Regions from separate parts of the Sus scrofa genome. Here region 2 is linked to region 1. A link is a contact called in public HiChIP or PLAC-seq data. All regions are on one chromosome and are shown on one strand. The core of a region is the stretch at or near the end of the contact, and the rest is flanking DNA. Distances in the headings are between cores, read along the strand shown.

Region 1 (5,979 bases), core at 725-3,224:
CACTTGCTTAGCTATCTTAAAAAGCAATTGCATCATGGCTCTGAGCTTCAGTTTTTGCACCTATTATAGATCTCATTACCTCTAACTATATCTGTTGAATTACATGAGATGCTTTATGTGACAATGCCAAGCAGACTGATAGAAAGTTCACTGTAAGCTACCTCCCCCAGCCCAACCCACTTTCTTTAATCAAATCAAATCATCTTCAATTTATACTGAAGGCAAGACATACTAGAGGACAACCAGGAGAAAAAGTGCTGCAAAAGGTTGATGCCAAGACTCATGAAATAGGGAAGACCTCCCCTAGGGGTGTCACTAGAGCTGGGCCTAACATGGTTGGATGGGCCAGGTCATACCAGGAGCTGGCCAATAACCTCTTGGGGTCACTAGGCCATTTCTCTGATGTTTTATCTCAGGAAAATTCCAGTAACATGAGACAAGCATCACAGTGGTGGTGGAAAAGTCCAAAGGCCCTTGTAATCCTGGCTGTGCTGCTTACTATCTAATTGACCAGTTGAAGTCACTTAACTTCCCTGAGCCCCAACTTCCTTTTCTACAAAACTGGCATAAGAACATGCTTGTCTTGGAGTTCCCATCAGGGTGCAGCGGAAATGAATCCGACTAGGAACCATGAGGTTGCGAGTTCAATCCCTGGCCTCACTCAGTGGGTCAAGGATCCGGCATTGCCATGAGCTGTGGTATTGGTCGCAGACACAGCTCAGATCTGGCACTGCTGTGGCAGTGGCTTAGGCCGGTGGCTATAGCTCTGATTAGACTCCTAGCCTGGGAACCTCCACATGCCTTGGGTGTGGCCCTAAAAAGACCAAAAAAAAAAAAAAAAAAAGAACATGCTTGTCTTGGATGGATAAGACTAAATAAGACAGGAGTACTCTTGTGTCTCAGCAGGTTAAGGATCTGGCAGTGTCACTGCAATCCTAGGCCTGGGAACTTCAGCATGCTGCTGGTGCAGCCACACACACACACACACACACACACACACAAGATTAAATAAGACGACATACTTAAAATTCCTGTGTTACAGTGGGCTTGACACATGGCAGCTGGTATTGCTGGTATAGAACTCTCTGTGAGAAGTGGAAGTGGGAAGGAGAGGGACACACCACTTGCCATGTTGGCAACTGTCGTATTTGTCTCCTGGATGGGTCCCCTTGTTGGACAAGAAGAGAGATAGGTGCAAATGTCCTCAGTGGGCAGCCTGTGCTCTCACTCCCTCCAAACCCCAATAGGACTCAAGGCACCCCAGGAATGGATCCCCAACAGGAGGGGGTCAGTGGCGGTGTCCCTCCCCTGGAGTTGGGGAGGGGCTTGCTGGGTTCCAACATGTGGAAATGGAGTCTACAGTAAGCCTGGAAATCTGAATTAAGGGCTGTAACTTAGATAACAATATTGTGTCCGTGTTCATTTCCTGACCTTGATAACAGTGCTGTGCTTATGTGAGAAAATGTCCTTGCTTTCAGGAAACACACTAAAGTATTTAGGGGTAAAGGGGCATCATGTCTACAATTTGCTGTCAAACGGGTCAGGAAAAAAAAAAGGATAAGTAAATATGGGAAAATAGTAATGTCTGGAGAATCTGGATAAAGGGGATACAGGAATTCTTGTAACCTCTCTGTAAGTGGAAAATCATATGAAATATAAAGTTATTTAATTTTTTAAAAGGTAGCAGCAGTCCAGGGTTCCCGTGTCCTCCCTATTCTTTTCTTCTCCTTCCTCAGTGCGCCCAGCTCACTTTCCTCCACCACCTCCCTCCTCGCATCTTTCTATGGGCCCTCTCCCTGGACGACCAGCTGGTCTCCAGGACTCTCTTCTGCTCTGCTCCTCTGACCCAGCACACACCGCAGTCACTCTCCGCTAAGCTGCACCCACTTTATTTGCAAAAGAAGGCTCCCAGCGTGGCAGGGATGCCTGAAGGGAAAGTCCCAGCACTGCTCCTCCAGCGGCTCAGGATCCTCCTCCTGCTCGCCCCGCCCCGGCCCCGGCCCCGCCCCGCCCCGCCCCGCCCCGCCCCGCCTCGCCCGCTACACGATGGCGAACTGGCAGACGTAGGGCAGCTTGTCCCGGCAGCGCTTGTCGAACCACTTGCCGTTGGCCGCGCCAGCCAGGGCGGCGCAGTTCTCCACCTTGCCGCCATCAGGCTGCGCAGTGATCTCTGTCTCCCAGTTCTTGTAGGCGATGTGGCCGCCGGTCATGTCCACCCAGGCGCCCTCATCCGCCATATCGTTGAAGCCCAGCCAGACCTCAGCCTCTGCGCCCACGCTCTGCCGTAGGTACTCGTACAGGGCATCGTTCTCCGAGCCTGTCTTAGGGGTGCCCAGGGTGCCCCCGCGTGAGATACAGTCCTCGCTCGCCTCGTGGAAAGTCTTCGCCTGGACGAAGGCCAGGAAGCACTTCATGTGCACCTTGGTGCCTTTCAGGCAGACTGGGAGGGGGAGAAAGGACTGTCACCCAAGAGCCAACATCCAGGGGCAGGCACGCCATCCTCTATCCCATCCCTGTGCATCCTTCCTGCCCTGGACCGGCCTCAGACCCAGGACGAGGGCTGTGCTGTGGCAGGCGCTAAGGCACAGCTCAGAACCCCATTCAAGAGGTGGTGGTGCCCTGCTACTGGGATTGAGGTCAGCCCACTCAGTTGCAGATGACCCCTCCCTCAAGGTCACACTCCTTCCCTCGGTGCCACATCCAATGCCTGGGGGATGCTGAAGTGTCATGAGAGGGTGATCTCTCCCCCAGGCAGGATAATTCTGATAAATTCAGGCCTTGCAGCTTGGAGGTTCCACCGGGTGGCAGAGGCTGGCCTTGAGTCTGCACTGCCACTGGCTCCTCCTCTGCCCAGCCTGCTTCCTGCCCCTCCCTCCATGGATGTGGATCTCGCAGCTCTCCCTAATAAATGAACATTTGAGAGGAAGCCCAGCCAGAGCCATCTGCTCCGATCTTCTTCCAGCTGCGCACTCTCTATATCAAGAAGCTTGCAGGGCCAAAGGATCTGTGGACCCAGAGCCTAGACCACACTCGAGGTGCCAGGACCCCAAATCCCTGCAGGAGGGGCCCAAGCAAGCTCCCAGTGCCTGCCAGGGACCTCTTCCCCGGGCCAGTGTTCCTGATGGCTGGTTGGGGTGGGGGCTGGGAGGGTGGAGCTAAGACAGCCCCTTAGATGACAGAAGATGGCCCAGGTGGCCAGCCAGGACTAGGTCTCAGGCATGGAACTCTGAGGAGTCCAAGAGTTTTAAATTTGAATCTGGCCTCAAAGGTTGTGATGAAGTTATATATTTGGTCAATTTAGGAGGGTAGAATGTTTTTACTTAGCGGTTTACTCTTTAGCTTGTTTTATAACTTAAATGTTTAGGCAATTGGGTGTAAGCCTCTATTTGTCCTCTTGCTGCGGACTCCCAAAATGTTAGGGGTGCGTCTGCAACCCTTCCACCCACTCACCTACTCACTTAGTTACTTTCACTTAACACATATCACCACATCCCCATGGGCACCTGACACTCCTGGAACCCTAAATGCCAGGCCCGAAGCATTACAGACTGTGCCATGTCAGCCAGCCCTACCCTGTTCTGTGCTGCAGCTCATCCAAGGTGGGCTCCTTTGTCTTTCCCAGCCTGGCCCCCCACTACCTTTCCTTCCTGCTGGGGATGCTGGGACATGCTGCTTAGACCTCCATGCTGTGAAGGATTGATCACCCCACCTGATGGGAGCACTGCTGGGAGACACCCCTTAGCCGTTAGCCCCTTTTGGGGATTGCCTCAATAGAAGACAGCTCTGTCACCCACAGCATGGCCCCTTCCCAGAGAAGCCTGCACTCTGACTGGCTGCAGAGCCCTCTTGCCCCAACTCAAGACAGTTCTGAAGGGTCTTCCCATCATCAGGGCTTCCTCTGCAGTTGGCTGAGTCTTTCATTGAAACAGTGCACTCTGCCCACTCCTGCTTCTTCTGTCTCTTCTTTCCCTAAGTGCTGGTCCTAGGGATGCTCCCTAATAAACCCCCTGCAGGCTAAACTCCACCTCAGGGCTGCTTTCTGGGAACCCCATCTGCAGTGCTCCCGCTAACATTGTTAGTCCTCAATAAGTGTTAAATTCTTGGTGCCTTATCATCAATTTTGACATTTTGTCACTCTGGCCTATTCATGATCCCATAGCCCTCCTCCATGGCTTTGTTCCTGCCATGCCCTCTGCTTGGAATCCCTCCTTATCTTCCTACATGTGCTTTAAGTATTGCAATGAATACATTGATTCCATGAAGATACTGAGGCTCCCAGAGCAAGCCTCTAGCTGGGTCACCTCTGCCTCCTTGTGCCTGGCAGAGACACACTGGGTGGGGACCTCACATGTGCTTGCTGATTGGGGGAGGACAGGGGAAGATGGCAGGAGGGGAGGTTTGCTCCTTTAATCCCTGATTCTCTCAACCCTTTGGCTAGTCAACAGAGCTCAGGAATGCTTTGGGTGGGGTTGCCAACAAGGTGATTTGCAGGTTATGGTAGTAAAGGAAAGGGTGATATGAAGGAGAAGTTCCCCAAGGAGACTGTGAACCTCTTGAGAATCAGCAGACATGGAGGGAGAGTTTGGATCTCATGCTCTGGTCTTTGCACAGGGAGGTCCCCACCATGTCACCCATCTCAGGGGGCAAGAGGCATCTGGGTTGCATCATCTTTGCACAAGCACAAAGCTTAGATATGAGGGAGATCTTAGAGTTTGCCCTGAAAATCCACCCTAAGCTCTTCCACTTTACAGATGAGGAAACTGAGGCCCTGAATGGCACTGTGCTTGTTTTATTTTTTTAATTTTTCTTTGTCTTTATTTTTCTTTTTTTTTTTTTTTTGTCTTTTTAGGGCCACATTCACAGCATATGGAGGTTCCCAGGATAGGGGTCTAATCGGAGCTGTAGATGCCGGCCTATGCCACAGCCACAGCAATGCCAGATCTAAGCTGCATCTGCGACCTACACCACAGCTCACGGTGACACTGGATCCTTAACCCACTGAGCGAGGCCAGGGATCAAACCTGCATCCTCATGGATGCTAGTCAGATGTGTTTCCACTGAGCCATGACAGAAACTCCGCACTGTGCTCATTTTAAACATTCCCTCGTGGCAGATATTGTCAGTTGACCCAACCAACAATCCTTCCCAACTGCCTTCTCCTTTCTCACTGTAGAGGCAGGAAAAGCATTCTTGCGTTGAAGCTATATATGATAGATATGGTCATTTAATAGAGCTTTGATCTATAGAATGGAAATGGAAGACCTTCATACTCCTGATAAATGGGACACATGTGGCTGGGCTAACCTTCTTCTTTCCTCCTTCTTGCCTTGAATGCACTCATGATGCATGGAGTGGGGGCAGGCATCTTGGGACCATGAGGTGAACAAAAACTTACAGCTACTTACTTCCAGATTCATCTTTTGTTTAAGCCACTGTTAGGTTTTCTGTTACTTAAAGCTAAAACATGGTAGACACTTCCTTTCTAGAGCCCCTTCCTGCTAAGCAAGTTTCAGGGTCATGTGTTTGTCCTCCAACAAAATTTTACTGAGTATTGATACATTGCAAGCCCTGGAGACAAGGGCAATCAGGAACAAACATGACCCTGGTGTTCCTGGGGCTTATAGTCTAGCGAGGGAGGCAGATATAAATCAAGAAATGGATATGTCATTGCAAACTGCAATAAATGTGATAAAGGAAAGAACATCATTCTGTGAAAGCTGATAACTGAGGAGCCTAATTGAGATGAGAGATTAGAGACTCCCAAGACAGTGATGCTAAAGGTATTTATTATGTGGATCCTGGGGGAGCAGTTCAGGCCAGAATAGTGTGTACAAAGGCCCTGTGGTGAGAGGGAAAGAATGTGGCCCTTTACAGGAGCAGAAGGATGGCCAGTTTGAGGGAGTGTGTGAAAGCTCCCCAATGAAAAGGATCTTGGGAGTTTCTGAGGAGGCAAGAGGAGAGGGGAGAGGCCAAGACCCA
Region 2 (6,370 bases), core at 3,181-5,680, 240 kb before region 1:
TATGCCATGGCTTTGGCCCTAAAAAGACGAAAGAAAGAAAGAAAAAAACCAAAAAACCCCAAAACAAAAACAAAAAAACAACAGTCAGGGTTATCTGTGGCTGGTGGGATTATGATTGACTTTTGGTTTCTTTTACATATTTTTCTATACTTTCCAACTTTTTAGAGTGAACTTATATAAAACAACTTATGGAATTAGATATTCCCAAAACTTGTTAAAACCACCTGGGACCTGTAACGACTACCTCCCTCACCTCTTCCTGAAAGTGATTTTGGATTTTAAGGAGACACTCCTGCTGTTTCAATTGCCTAGGAATAGAAGGAGACCTGCCGAGACATTTCAGCTGGAGTAGTGGAGGCTGTGTTTCCGCAGTATTTTGCTTGTATTCCCAACTAGGAAATGAGACATCCTGTGTTTTGAGTGAACCTCTCCCATTAATCATGGGGATACTCCAGGTCTATCCGGGAGAGTGATTGGTATAATTACAGCCTCCGTCTGCAAGGATAATGCCAGCAGTTAAGATCAGTGTGAGTGAAGCGAGCCCGAGTCTTCCTGGAGCTTGTGGCAATGTGCTTGCTTCCCTGAGCCATGGACACCAAAGGTGAGAGGGTCTGGGTGGTCCCAAGATTTCAGGCTGGAGTTCCCGTCGTGGCGCAGTGGTTAACGAATCCGACTAGGAACCATGAGGTTTCGGGTTCGATCCCTGCCCTTGCTCAGTGGGTTAACGATCCGGCGTTGCGGTGAGCTGTGGTGTAGGTTGCAGACTCGGCTCGGATCCTGTGTTACTGTGGCTCTGGCGTAGGCTGGTGGCTACAGCTCCGATTGGACGCCTAGCCTGGGAACCTCCATATGCCGCGGGAGCGGCCCAAGAAATAGCAAAAAAAAAAAAAAAAAAAAAAAAAAAAAAAAAAAAAAAAGCCAAGATTTCAGGCAGAGGCAGAAGTCTTGTGACAGCTATGGAGACTGTCTCCCCAGACTCTTCCATATGTGAATCAATGAGGGGTCAGCCAGAATTGCACAGAAGGACTCCATGGGCAGGAATTTCCTTAGGACAAATTACCCAAGTCTGACGTGTGGTTTTTCCAGGCAGGCTCCGTGTCTTTTTTGCCAGTCAAAGCAATTTGTAACCATCAAAAAGTTAGGACGAGTTCAGAAGGGCCCCCACAACAGTTCTCAAAGCTTTCTGAGATGCTCTTCTGGGGCTATAATCCTCAAATTTGGCTCAAATAAAATCTTCCAGTTCTTTCTTTTAAAAAAAAGTACACCCACATACTCCACTGCAAAATGTACAAATTCTAGAGCCCGCAAGAAGTGGATGGAAAGATGACCGATAAAACATGTCCGTTCCCAGCCACTGGGTCACCTGCCCTGGCTCTTCCCTGCCTCTTCTTAAGTAGCTGTGGGTTCCCTGTGGGTCTTTGGGCAACATCAAGAAGGTAGGAGCTGATCTGGTCTGGGAATTGCAGAAAGCTGCATTCTCCTCCTTTGAGATGTTGAGGGAATGGGTCTTAAGCACAAATCAGAGAAGAAAACTTACAGGGTTCAACTGAACAAGTTTTACCCCTGCCTAGAAATAATCACAGAAAACCAAAACACCAAGTCCTTCCCCAATCAGCCCTTTCCCCCCCATAATAACAAGGGCAGCTCTCAAGGCAGACTGAGCAGTGTGATGATTCTCACTGGGGGTTTTCGCAACCCTCCCATCTGCCTGTGGTTTCTGGCATTTTGAGACACACAACATGCACAGTTAGCTCTGTAACTGTTCCCGGTGGATCCTGCTGTCAGCAATGACCCTTAAGTCTTTCCGTGTCCTCCCCTCACCCAGCACTCAACCTCAAACTAGGACAGGCATCAAAGCTACCTGAATCGTGTGAAGCAAAGAGGAGAGAGAGGGAGGCCTGCAATGAAATCTGTCCTATCGCATCCCAACTCCCAAAAAGAACAGAAAAAGCCCAGAAAAGGGAGGGAATGCAGGAACTGTGAGCAGAAGGAGGCCCTAATCCTGGGACAAGGAAAAACAGGATATTCTAAGAAGGGATTAGCCATCCTAAGCCCTAACCAAGGAGCAACAGCTACTGCCTCTGGGAGGTTGCAGTGCAGCAGCTGACAGTGACCCAGGGCTGTTGCTGGTCAGGAGCCTGGGGGTCAGGAGGAAGGACAGAGCAAGGCTATGTGACCAACCCTCTCTCAGGGCCTCCCACCACTGCCAACCTTCAGGGTTACTGCTTCGCTTCTACTTCTTGGATCTTGCAAAACTTCACCTGTAGCCAAATCACACTCAGAACCACACCAGAAGGGGATTTTGGAAAACAGGCTTCCAAGAGTAAACAAGTTAGCAAGAGGACAATCCAGCAGAGGTTGCCAACACAAGTGGGGCGGAGCCCACTGAGAACGGTAGTCTGTGAGAGAAATGCAGGTTGTTGGAAAGCAGGAAATTGCCTCCCCTGGAGACAGAGAGGGAACGGCAGGCCCAGGCCAGCTTGAAGTCCTCCACCCCGGCACCTGCACTTCTAGTATAGCTCACCCTGATTTCCACACAGAATTGTCTCCTCTTTAAGTCTGTGCAGTATTTGGCAGCATTGGGAACGTGTGTCAGTCAGGGTTCAGTACAGGAAATAGATCAGAAAAGGATTTAATCCAGGGAATGGAGCTCTTGTCAAAGTCATTGAAAGGGCTAGAGATGTGGAGTCCAGGAGCAGCCTCACAGCCAAGATCCAGAGCCAGGACCCTGCTGTGACCATCTCTGGCTACAGAGATGCGATGGCAGTGGGCAGGGAGCTGGCCCCTGAAACTGCTCATGGCCCCAGCCCCCAGCTTGCCCTCTAGCAGTCTCTGTCTCGAGTTCACCTTCCTGTGTGAGTCGGTGCGGGCTGGGAACAGTACCACAGACTGGGTGGCCTAAGAACAGAAATGTATACTCTCATAGCTCTGGAGGACAAAAGTCTAAAATCAAGGTGGGGGCAGGGCCATGTTCCCTCTAAAGCTCTAGGTAGAACCCTTTCCTGCTTCTTCCTAGCTTCTGGGGGTGGCTGTCAATCCTTGGTGTTCCTCGGCTGAACGCTGCATCATTCCCATCGCCACCTGTCGTCACATGGCATTTTCCTCTTCTCACGAGGACACCAGTCCTATTCGATCAGGACACACCCCACTGACCTCATCTTCACTTGACTAAGTCTGCAAAGACCCCATTTCCAAATAAGGGTATGCTCACAGGTATCTGGAGGTTAGGACTTCAATATATTTGGGGGTGGGAGCAACGATTGAACCCATAATACTTCGTAAACTTGCATCTCAGTGGCAAAAACCTCCTTCATATCCACAAGTCTAGGAAATGCAGTATTAACCTTACAACTCATCAAGTGAGGGCAAGTAAAGGGGAAAGCCTGCAAATGGTGTTTGCACAGCACCATCGTGTGCTGGCTGAACAGACGAGGCAATCCCGACACACAAAAGGAGAGGCAGTGCAGTAGAGTGGTGAGCAGCACTGGAGCTGGTGTTTGAACCTGGCCCAGCCCCTGCTGGCTGTGAGTCCATGGGCAGGTTAGTCACTTCTCCTATGTAACCCCTGGCTTCCATACCAATGAATGGAGATAACAATAGCCGCTATTTCTCAGGGTTTACCTGACGACTAAATGAGATTATGGACTCAAAGTCCCTAGGGCCAGGCATGCAGTGAGCCATCTGCAGCTGGTAACCATTATTAAATTATCAACTTACTGGGTTTATTCTGTGGCCCACCATGGGAGAGAACTGAATGAACATAGACACTTGGACAAACTGTATATAAGTGTACCCTGAAATGGTCAGGACTTTATGTAAAAATCAGAAACTCCAGGCATTTGAGCCAAGGCACACATCTCTTGATATAAGGATTTTCTTAGAGCAATAGCCCATCAGAGCATCAAGAAGCAAAGGGATTTATCTCTGGAACAGATTTCTCCAAGTTCTGTTGGTTGATTACCTAACTTCAACTGACATAAGAAGAAAAAAAGCAGGTGTCAGCTAATGTGTGGGTGTTTTCTTACCCAAGCATTGTTACATGTTTATATTCTTGAAAAAAGGAAGTAAAAGTCATATTAACCAAGTTTAGAGTTCAGAGAACAAATGCGTGTTTAGTTTTAAAAGGCACAATGGATTAAAATAACCTTTCAATGGTCAGCACGACTTGGATGGAGACATGTTCTGAATTTTACTATTATTAAATCTGTCTTTCTAAGTGAGATAAAGCAGCTGAAACAGAAATCAGACTTTCATGCCTCAGAGTGGGTCAGAGGGAACATGTTGCTATTAAAAATTAGGCATTGTACGATTTGATAATAGAAGGACAAATACCACAATATAAAATAGGCAAAAGATTGGAACAGACTTTTCACCAATGAAGATACACTCAAATGGCCAATAAGCATGTGACAAGACACTCAGTATTATTAGTCATCAGGGAAATGCAAACTAAAACCACAATAATCCACCAGAGCACAACTATTAGAATAGCTAAGACAAATGCACAAAACAACAAAAAGAAAACTGACAATACCAAGTACTGGCAAGGATGTGGAACAACTGGGACTCTCACCTATTGCTGATGGGAATGCAAAATGGTGTAGCCACTCCAGAAAACAGGATGGCAGTATCTTTTAATGTTAAATATAAACATATTATCTGACTCAGCCATTCCACTCTTAGATATCCACCTATGAGAAATGCAAACATATGTGCACACAAAGAGGTGTGTGTGAATGTTCGTAGCAGCTTGATTCATAATCACCCAAAGCTGGAAGCAACAACTGGTGGACAGGTAAATAACTGTGGAATAAGCATACAATGGCACACTACTCAGCAATGCAAAGGAACAAAAATAGCAATAAATGGAATGATGGAGACAGATTACAAAAACATTATGCTAAAGCAAAAGAAGTCAACACAAAAGACAATGTATCAAATGAGAGCATTCCTGTGAAATTCTAGAAAAGGCAAAACTATAATGACAGAGAGCAGACCAGTGGTTGCAGGAGGCCGGTGGTGGGGAGGGGAGCGACTGCACAGGGTCACAAGGGATTTCTTAGGGCCAGGGGATGGTCTTGGTCCTGGTCCAGTTTGTGATGGTAGTTACCTGATTGATTATTCACAAATACTCTAACTCGTCAACATGTCCACTTTAAGTGGGTAAACTTTCCTATATGCATTAATACAAACATAAGCTTTGGGTTTGGATATGGCAGCCTTGGGAAGAGGGAGCAGTTGGGCGATTGGAGTGGGTGCTGCTGTGGGAAGGGTATGCAGGGCGTGGCTCACCTGTGTGATGCCCCATCTCAGAGATTCATCCTCTGAGATCAAGCCTATCAATTATAACTGGGAACCTGGCATAGCCAAGGTTAGTTCCAAGAGGGGCTGATAAATCTGTAGGTTTTTTTAATTATAAAAATTATTGCTTTTTTATTGTTCTACTGATTTTTATCACAGCTACAAAAGGAAGTGAGGATAGGTATCATCACATATCAAATAGCGGATCAGGTGTGGTGACTACTACATTAAAGGAGGAAGGGTATTGTGATGCAGAGTTTCTAGAAGATATTCACAAATGGCAATTATGATTATTTGCCGGAGGTGGACGTGGTCAGCATAAACGTCAGAGTCCAGGCTTCTCACAGGGCAAAGTAGCACAGAGAGCTGGGAACAGGATTAGGGCAGTGAGTCCCCAGCCTTTCAGCCCCAGCGACTTCTCTTTGGAACCCATATTTTGTGATGCCCCTCCCGCTACCTTGAATGTAATAACTGACCCAGACACATGATTTAAACACATTAACACAATGCCTTAACTGCAACACAAAGAAGAAACAAAAGGAAAGGAATGTGTAACAAAATAGCATTTATTTCAACACGGAAAAACTTGAGCCAGCTTATGCTAGAAAACATTGACGTGGACTCAAACCTGTCTGCTCTGAAATGCAGGTGAGTTGAATTAGCATCCCAGATACCATCATGGCATTGCTCTTGGCGACATGATTTTCCAAAATGGTGAACAGCTCTTGGAAAAGATCCAAACAGAACTGTATCATTAAAGCCAGCAAAATCAAATAAGATACTCCCAGGAGAGTTCAATAAAGACACTGTTTTCAAAGGTGTAGGCTGTGGGGAGGGAGACCAGAGGGATGGTTTCTCAGCCTGGGGCCGGGAAGTTTGTGTATGTTGGAGAGTGGGGGTTGTGGAATCCCATTCCTAGAGGCTGGACAGAGGACCAGGACAGAGGACCCTGACAGGAAGAAAGCATCTTGCCACTTCTGGGCCAGGAGCAAGAAAATTAGGGAATGGATGACTGTTTTTCATCTTCTTCTCTTTGTCCACAACAGGCTTTTAATAGCTGTTTTCCTTT

Evidence for each region. HiChIP or PLAC-seq counts read pairs in DNA pulled down with a chosen protein or histone mark.
Region 2: an H3K27ac HiChIP or PLAC-seq map of alveolar macrophages shows a contact between it and region 1. The contact joins two enhancer-like sites. A contact is called at or near these places in 2 of 47 Hi-C or Micro-C datasets (embryonic fibroblasts and epiblast stem cells) and 1 of 2 datasets of contacts at active chromatin or transcription factors (alveolar macrophages).

Annotation. Positions count from the first base shown.
Region 1 is chr13:28,225,001-28,230,979 of Sscrofa11.1, reverse strand. It overlaps CLEC3B (tetranectin), which reads right to left. Exons shown (of 3, transcript XM_005669451.3): 3 at 1,867-2,440. The coding sequence ends at 2,040. Among named protein-coding and RNA genes, the nearest start is that of CLEC3B, 8.7 kb to the right of the region's middle. Within about 2 kb of position 1,974, at least 33 of the 83 cell types and tissues checked have an H3K27ac peak or open chromatin away from gene starts, as enhancers often do. A contact at or near this core is called in alveolar macrophages, where this site is marked.
Region 2 is chr13:28,471,016-28,477,385 of Sscrofa11.1, reverse strand. No RefSeq gene overlaps it. Among named protein-coding and RNA genes, the nearest start is that of LARS2, 51 kb to the left of the region's middle. Within about 2 kb of position 4,430, at least 1 of the 83 cell types and tissues checked has an H3K27ac peak or open chromatin away from gene starts, as enhancers often do. A contact at or near this core is called in alveolar macrophages, where this site is marked.